2 separate regions of the Drosophila melanogaster genome follow, and region 2 is linked to region 1. A link is a contact called in public Hi-C data. All regions are on one chromosome and are shown on one strand. Each heading gives the region's core, a stretch centred on a gene start, on an enhancer-like site or on the middle of the called end of the contact. The rest is flanking DNA. Distances are from core to core; before and after follow the strand shown.

Evidence for each region. Hi-C and Micro-C count contacts between places; a contact is called where the count stands out from the background.
Region 2: a Hi-C map of the OSC cell line shows a contact between it and region 1, with 2.8 times the contacts expected there. The contact joins two enhancer-like sites.

What each region holds. Positions count from the first base shown.
Region 1 is chrX:16,848,215-16,852,077 of dm6, forward strand. It overlaps CG13003, which reads right to left. Exons shown (of 6, transcript NM_001169308.3): 4 at 1,082-1,727; 5 at 1-744. The coding sequence starts at 1,725. Among named protein-coding and RNA genes, the nearest start is that of RSG7, 5.7 kb to the left of the region's middle. Within about 2 kb of position 1,482, at least 11 of the 39 cell types and tissues checked have an H3K27ac peak or open chromatin away from gene starts, as enhancers often do. A contact at or near this core is called in the OSC cell line, where this site is marked.
Region 2 is chrX:17,176,844-17,180,881 of dm6, forward strand. The region is part of intron 1 of baz (bazooka); the gene reads left to right. Among named protein-coding and RNA genes, the nearest start is that of lncRNA:CR44026, 4.4 kb to the right of the region's middle. Within about 2 kb of position 2,003, at least 34 of the 39 cell types and tissues checked have an H3K27ac peak or open chromatin away from gene starts, as enhancers often do. A contact at or near this core is called in the OSC cell line, where this site is marked.

The DNA.
Region 1 (3,863 bases), core at 232-2,731:
TCATAGTCATCGATGGCCGGCCACGGGCCCTGCTGATTATCATCAGCCTCCTCGTTGAGAGAGCCACCCTTAATCACCAGCAGATGATCCTCGGCCAGCCAGATGTCCTCCTCGTTCAGTCCACCGTAGTTCCGCTCGTTATCCAGCGGCACCTCCGAGTTGCGGGCATAGCTCAGCACCCCTGGTCGCTTGGGAATGCGGCGGAAGAGCTCCTTTTCGATCAGCCCATACTTGCCATCCCTCACCTGATCCGCCAGCGTTTTCTTTTGGTCCTCTTTCGCTGGCTTTTTGGCCGGAGCATCGGCTTCCTTTCCGGATCCTGCGCTCAGCCGCAGGATGCCATTGTCCCAGTTGTCGAAGTCGTCGGGCTCATTGAGCAAAGCCTCATCATCGTCGGATTCCCGTTCCTTGTTGGAACTCGGAGTATTGGATCTGGGTGGAGGCAGCGGAGTTGTGGATCTCGAGATGCTCGGCGGATTACTAAATCTCGTCGTGGCTACCGTGCTGGTTAATCTCGGCCTAATCGATGGCTTGGCCAGTCGGTAGCTGCTGCTCGCTTTGCTACGCAAAGGAGTTTGCTTCGTCGTCGTGGTTGTTGTGGATGTTGAGGTGCTGGTCCTTTCCGTCGTGGAAGGACCGAAACTGGAGAAGGAGCTGTTGGCACTCACCGCCGACACCTCGTAGGTGGAGTGCCCCTGGGCATTGTGGATGTGACCGGCCACCAGGCGCTGAATCATTCGGGGCCTGTCAACGAAATCGGATTGGGAATCGCAGTCAGGGATCGGGAATATCACACATCTGTGCCATGGCACATAAATCAAAAGGCGGCACCCAAAATGGGCAGGCGCCTGGCAAGATCTCAAAAGGCAAAGACCACAATGAAGGTGGCGGACTCAGGTGAACCGAAGGTTTAAATACCGTGCACTTGAAGCTCTCAACTCACATTTAACTATTAATTCGAATATTTTTTTGATTTTATTGTTGAAATTTTCAATATTATCAATATATTTTTTATATCTTTTACACTCATATATAAACTAACTAACCATCCCTAGTCTTCCTATTGTAGGGTATTACTCACGTTTTTAGTGCGCCGCGACTGGAAGTGGTGCTGGAAGTGGTGCCGGCGCTGTCACTGGAACTGGGGCTGGAAGTGGGCGAGTGGGCGTGGTAGGGAATGACGGTGGGTGGCACGGACTGCCAGCTGCGTCGTATACTCGACTCGCCACTTAAATCCGGGGTATCACGCGGTTGTCTGGGGCCACGCACACTGCCCCGATCCCTCGACGATCTTCCAGCTGAAGCAGGAGCTCCCGTTGTTGTTGTTGCTGCTGTTGCTGCTGCTGCTGTGCTGCGTCGCCGCTGCAAGAGCCTACCGCTTGTTGTTGTTGTTGCTGTTGCTGCTGCTGCTGTGAGCGGCGGCAGAGGCGTCGCTGCGCTGCCACTGCGGCCGCGACTGCGAATCGGGGTCACCGTCACCGTTAAATCGATCGACTGCGTCGTGGGCGGACGACGCTGACGTGGCGCCCTCAGCGTTGGCGCCTCTGTGCTGGTTGTGGATACCGGCACGCCCCCCGCCCCCTGGAAAACGACCAAGCCTCGGCCGCGCTGTCGCGTCGCTGCCGGCGTCGCAGTTGATGCTGTTGTTGTTGGTGTCGTCGCCGTTGACAGCGCCGTCGACGCCAGCAGAGCTATCACTATCAAGTGCAAGGTTAACGATGCCATATCTACGGATCAAACGAAAGTCAAATAAGTTTTTTATGTAAAAATGTAACGCATAAAACATAGTCAACCTACGCATTAAAGCTTTACATTCCAAAGTATCTTAAGTTTCTAAAGATTTATATATTGTATTTCGCAGTTTATTTTCTTGCCTTTTTCTTATGTTTAAGCATTTCTTAAGTGTTCTAAGTCATTTATAATTAATTTCTTTTTAAAAGTGCAGTGATCATAATAATTGTATAAATTTAATTAGTACAAAGGATAGTATTGTTGTATTATATTAAGTGAAATATCTTTATCTATAGAAAAAGATAACGCATCTAATAAACCTCATAAGACAGCAATCACTTTGCTGGCCGAAAGAAAAGCAATGTGAATTGATTTGGCACACAAAGTGGATTTAATTATAAATCTCCTAAAAACCATAACCCTTCCGATTCCGAGATTCGATCTCAAATAATCCCTGTAGACAATGGACGTAAAGCAGGCGCATTCGGCCGTAAATCAATTGAAAATAGCAACAAATGTATGGCAAAAAAACCGTTCACTATCGTGTTTGTAGTTGTTGTTGCTGCGAGCGGTTAATTAACATGAATGAGCAGATAACAATAACAAAAATCAGCCGTAAAGTTTGAAGCACGCGTCGCTTGCAAAAAAACCAAAAACCAAAAGCCAAAAAAAAAAAAGGTGAAGACAAGCGAAAAAAAAACCTGAAGTCAAAAACGTTTTTGTTACCAAATGCACTTGAGCGCATCGTTGGAAAAAAAAGAGAGGGGTGCGATTCGTGAATTTTCAGCAATTCGATTGCACAATTAAAAGCAGGAAAAGCTGGGAAATTCATGAACGCAGAGTGGTATAATATAATTACAAATTTAACAAATTTATGAAATATGTAATACGTATTTAGATGGCACAATTGGATATGAGAATTCATACGAATAATTTAAGGAACTTTAAGTGTAACTACACTATGCAATAAAGAAGTTCTAATTCTTCAAGTTATAAAGCAAATCTAAAGGAAGTTTAGAAAAATGCAATCAAAGTGCCTGTCTGTGTTTTCTCACATTCAAATTTGCATTCACTCGATACATTTGTTAACAAAAAGTTCTACGAATTATGGAGCTCCATTTAATTGCACCTCCAATTAGACCTTTAAGACTGAGCTCCAAGTCCGATTTTCTTATGCCACTTGAAGGCGAAAGAACCTAGGCTTGTCCGCCCATCAATTTAATACAATCCAATCCAATCCAAGCCAAACCAATCCAATTCGATGCCAGTCACTTTCGACGCCCCGAAATGCCAAAAGCGAAATCAAGGACAGAGCTTTGAAGAAATCGAATCATAAATAACATTTTACTTTTGGTCTCTGTGTACTCTTGTCTTTTTTTTTTTTGATTTTCTCGAACTTCTTGTCGCTGGGCATTACTCATACGCGCCGTGGCTAATTGACCAAAAACGCGACAGGTTGAAGACTTTTTTCCACCGACTCGTACAGATATGTATGAATATATACGAGTATATATGGTATTTTTTCTATTTTTGTTTCTTTTTTATTATTGGCGCCCACAAGTGCAGGCGCCAAGCTTGAGGCATTTTGGTTGTTGGGCGCAGTTGCCAAACCCCGAAAAAAAAAAACAAAGCAAAGTGCAGTCACAAGAAATATATATATATATGTATATATATATATGCAGGGTGAGCACAAAAAATGGGGGAAAAATAGAAACAATCAAATGGAACGTGATTCGAAGCCGAACTGAAACTGAAACTGAAACCGTAAACGAAACCCAGTCCAAGACTAAGACTAAGCCCAAAACTGGACTGGGTACTGGACTTCGGAATGGACTAGGAATGCGTTGTATCGTGTGCCTTGCGCCTGTCCACGGCGCTCCAATTTCAGCCTTTGCTTTTAGCCCGCTTTTATTTGGCTTTTATTTTATTCGTAGAACCAGCGACGGCTGCCAAATTGTTGTTTGGCAATCAAAAAAAAAAAAAAAAAAAAGAAGTTGAAACAAAAAGCCAGGGGATAATCGCGGTTGGTAGGTTGCCCCAATGTTAAGCACACTCTCAAAGCAGATTGCTTGATAAATTACACATGAAATATATTTAAATTAAATATTAAATGTAATGAATATTGAGCACTT
Region 2 (4,038 bases), core at 753-3,252, 330 kb after region 1:
ACCTCGTTATATATTTTCCCAACTCCCGGCGACTTATTGCTCATTAGTTGTTGTGTGCTCGCATTTTGGCTGATGACAACGTTTTTTTTTGTTTGTTTTGTTTAAAGCCAAACGGAAGTTTTGGTTGCCTAAAGTTTTACAGTCACTGGCCGAACAATGGGAATTTGTAAATGAATGAATGATGGAGCCAAAGAAAGGCAAAGATCTAATTGCTCAAGAACGGAAACTTACGACTTGATTGATGACTCACCTGATTGAGTGGTGAGCGGACTAAGATAAACTTGTGCGAAATGAATTAATTAAGTGCAGCCAGAGCCTGATGAGCTTCAAATCACACAAAACTGACAACTCACTCTTTCTCTTCATTTGGTCAGATGCATAATTATGTCGCTAATGGTGCCAACAAATCGGGTACAGTGAACACTAGACAGCGAGTACAAGATCTAGTACCTAGAGAAATCGAATAGAAAATAAGACATTATCTATCACATTGAAATTGAAATGCCAAACCAATGCATTACAAAATTTAAACATACATATAAGTATGTACCTACCATATAACTTAAAATACTGTACTATAATAAGTCCAGCAACAAATTGAATTTATGTATTTATTTTTTCCGCTCTTTCGTTTCTCTCATTAATTATGCGAATGTTGTCCAGTTTTTCCTTCTCATTTGCAGTTGTTGTTTTGCTTGTGGAAAAGGAAGCTTTCCAGTTCGTTTGGTTTCATAGCGCGAGAATTTCAGCTGAAAAGCGGAATAAATGCCTAGCTAACTAACAATTGCAAATGCACTTGAAGGCCAGGCCATTGTGGTAGTTGTTGTTGTTGCTGATGGTGATGTGGTGATGTTTTGGTCCCAGAATAAGTGGAAAAAGGAAACAGCTAATGATGATGATTACCATCCGACCATCGTCATTATCAGGCGTCGCCGACATCGTCGTCAATCGTTGGCATGGCATTCTGTGTCTAGTTCGCCTTGCCTCACCTTCCTGCCACCAACAACAACAGCAAGTACACCGCTTAACAATGCCAACGACGTCCTGGCGTCAACTCTGCGTTTCCCTGCCTTTTGTTTGAAGTCAACCCCTCCTCACACTCCTCCCGCCCATTCCACTTAAATTTGCATTCAGCGCCGCCCAGGAAGGGCGGGTATATGGACTATGGCATCGCACAGGTTACTTCGCTGGATATAACTGAAATATCTGTAATTTCGGGGTTTTAGCTTGAAGATCCGTTTTTGCAACACACTGAACGTCCTATACGTAAATTTGCTATTTTTCCAAGAAATATGGTATCGTCCCATAATGTATTAGGGCCTAGCATGAAAACGTAAATAATATTGGAATTTATGTATTTAATCCAGCAGTTCTTGGGAAAAATTAGTGAGAGAGTTTGATGTTAATCTGATTTTTAATTTAACAATTTGTATTTGTATTATTGATTAATTTTTTTGATTTTTCTGCGCATAGGCCGTTTTTATAATACGATATATCCATCCGCATTCTGGGCACTTGTTGCTTCTAATTTCGTTGTTGTTGATGGTTGTTGCATCCCCTTTTCCTGCTGCTTTTTTTTGTTCTGCGCATTTGAGTTTGCGTTCCGCTTGACAAAGTTCTTTGTGTTTGTTGTTGTTCTCCTTGCCCGGTGGTCAGTCGCAAGCAGTTTGAGAGCCACTGCAACCGCCTGCACTTGCCAAAGCCAAACGCAGGTGAAAAGGGAGAGAGAGAGATAGCGAGAGAGAATGGTTATGCTCTCTCAACACACTGAAAAAATGAATTTGAAATGCTTATATTTTTATTTCAAAATAATGCTAGTTTTAATTGTATTCTGCTACATTGTTAATTTAGTTATGTTTTTGTATATACATTTTATTGGCTTGTATTCTTAGAGATCTTTTATTAATATATGCAACTTACTTACGCGTTATTCTTCCGAGTGCACGCGATCTTGCGCTCTCTCTCTCGCTCTTTCTCTTCAGCGGCTGCGATTGGTGTGTGAGTGCCGTGAGTGTTTTGTTTTTGCGGCCGCACTTCACTTCGCTTTAGAAATGCGTCGTCGTCGGACGTCGCCGTCGCTGGCCGCCGCCGTCGGTACCGCAATTGTTTAACACAATTATTTTAACGGTTCGCATAAAAGTGCAAAAAGTATAATGGAAACATAAAAAACAACTAAAAAATTCGTTTTTTTTTGTGTTTTGTTCAAGTGCCAAAAAAAAAAATAGTGAAAATACAGAGTTTGCAGACCATTGTGCTTTAGTTGAAACTGCAAGAATTTGAGGTTTATCTAAAGTTGGCTGGTAGCCGATAAAGAAATAGATATATATCTACCACGACAAAGAACATTCGAGATTAAATTCCAGATAATGCAAAAGTGTCTTATTTAAAAATGCGCAAACACTTGTTGTTAGGGGTGATTCTTCTTAAAAAGGTTTTCTTGTGCTTAGATTCCCATGACGAGCGAGGAAATGCAGGAAATGTCTTGACATGCACACACATACACTCGAAAAAACCTATGCTCAAAAGATTTAGTAGTTACATAAATTATGACCTGAACAAAATGAAAGTTTGATAGTTCAAAAGGTTCTCTATTAAGAAAAAATATTTAAATATATCTTATATATTATAAAATGGAATTAATTTCATATTGTATAGCCTCCCCCAATGCCATTTCGTTAATGGCACCTGTATTTGGAAACGATCATGAGTAGGGAATCTTCCCACCATATGGCTAATGTTCCCTTCCTTGGCATTTTTATTTTTGTAACTTTTAGGTGGCTTCTTTTGAAGTATCGGATCGGATCGGATCCTTTGACCTTTCACATTTTTCTTTCTTTCTACCTTCGCATTTCCACATCCACATCCACATCCTTGTTACGACGGCTAATAAATCCATTTTGGTCTCCAATTTCAGTTGGTTTTACGGCAGGTAATTAGAAGCAGGAATTCCCACATTTGTACTGGTGTGATGATGATGCCAATGGAATTAACTTTACGATAGGGTTTCACGAAAATATTACGTACCGGATTAGGTTGCTAAGGGATTATTGTATGACTTTACTTTGCTTATGGGGAAGGTTCCATTCTTCTACCAATCTTATCTAAAGGTAAATTAGAAAATTGAAATACCTGGGATACCACAACACCTACCACTAATTGATATTCTTTTGGTTGTGCCCCAAAAGGGTTTGTAGTTTTATCTTTGATTGAATACCTGACTTTAGTTTATATCACATCTTAAGGGATACAATCACTTCAATGCCCTGAAAATGTTTTGTCCTTTCATTTAAATAGATTTGTTATTAGTTTTGGAAGTTGTCATTTGTTTCATATTGGCAATATTCTATAATCCTAACTTTGCTAGTTGCGATGATCATAAAATATGGAACTCGAAGATATAGAACGTGAATCTTTAAGTTTAACAACTAGTTAATAGGCTTTTATGGGTTGCAGGAAGTTCTGTGGCATGTGGTTAAGTATCTGAATATATAGCCTTGATTCCAGCGACTTTCACTTGGCAGGAATGCCGCAAAGAACAAGAATCCGCATCCGAATGGGAACGAGAACTGAAACTGCGGCTCCAACTTGGTATACCGGAGCAGGTTGGAAGCCGGGAAAACCGGGGGCGTGGCCGGGGAGGAGGCCAACTGAAGGGGGTGGGTGGTTCCACCAGTTGGAGTTGCCGCTTGAGTTAAGCTTGTGGTTGGCCTTCACTGACTTTGGCATCGATTGGGTGGGTCTGACCCACTATACATATATAGTAGAGTATGCATAATCTGTGTGCTTTCGATTCTTGAAGTTAATCTTATCGTTCTGCACAGATAAAATAACTTTCGGGTTACGGTTGTGGTTTCCAATTGATAAAATATTTTCGCCGTTCGCTGCGTTCTTTGTTTTTGCTTTTTTTATGGTAACTAAAAAGGTTTTTCCGAACAATTTCGATTAGTGTAATCTAAAGCGGGAAAGGTCATATAACTATTTTGGTTGCCCTCTGGGTGGGGCTCTTAATGATTATAAATAGTAATCTTTCATTCATGA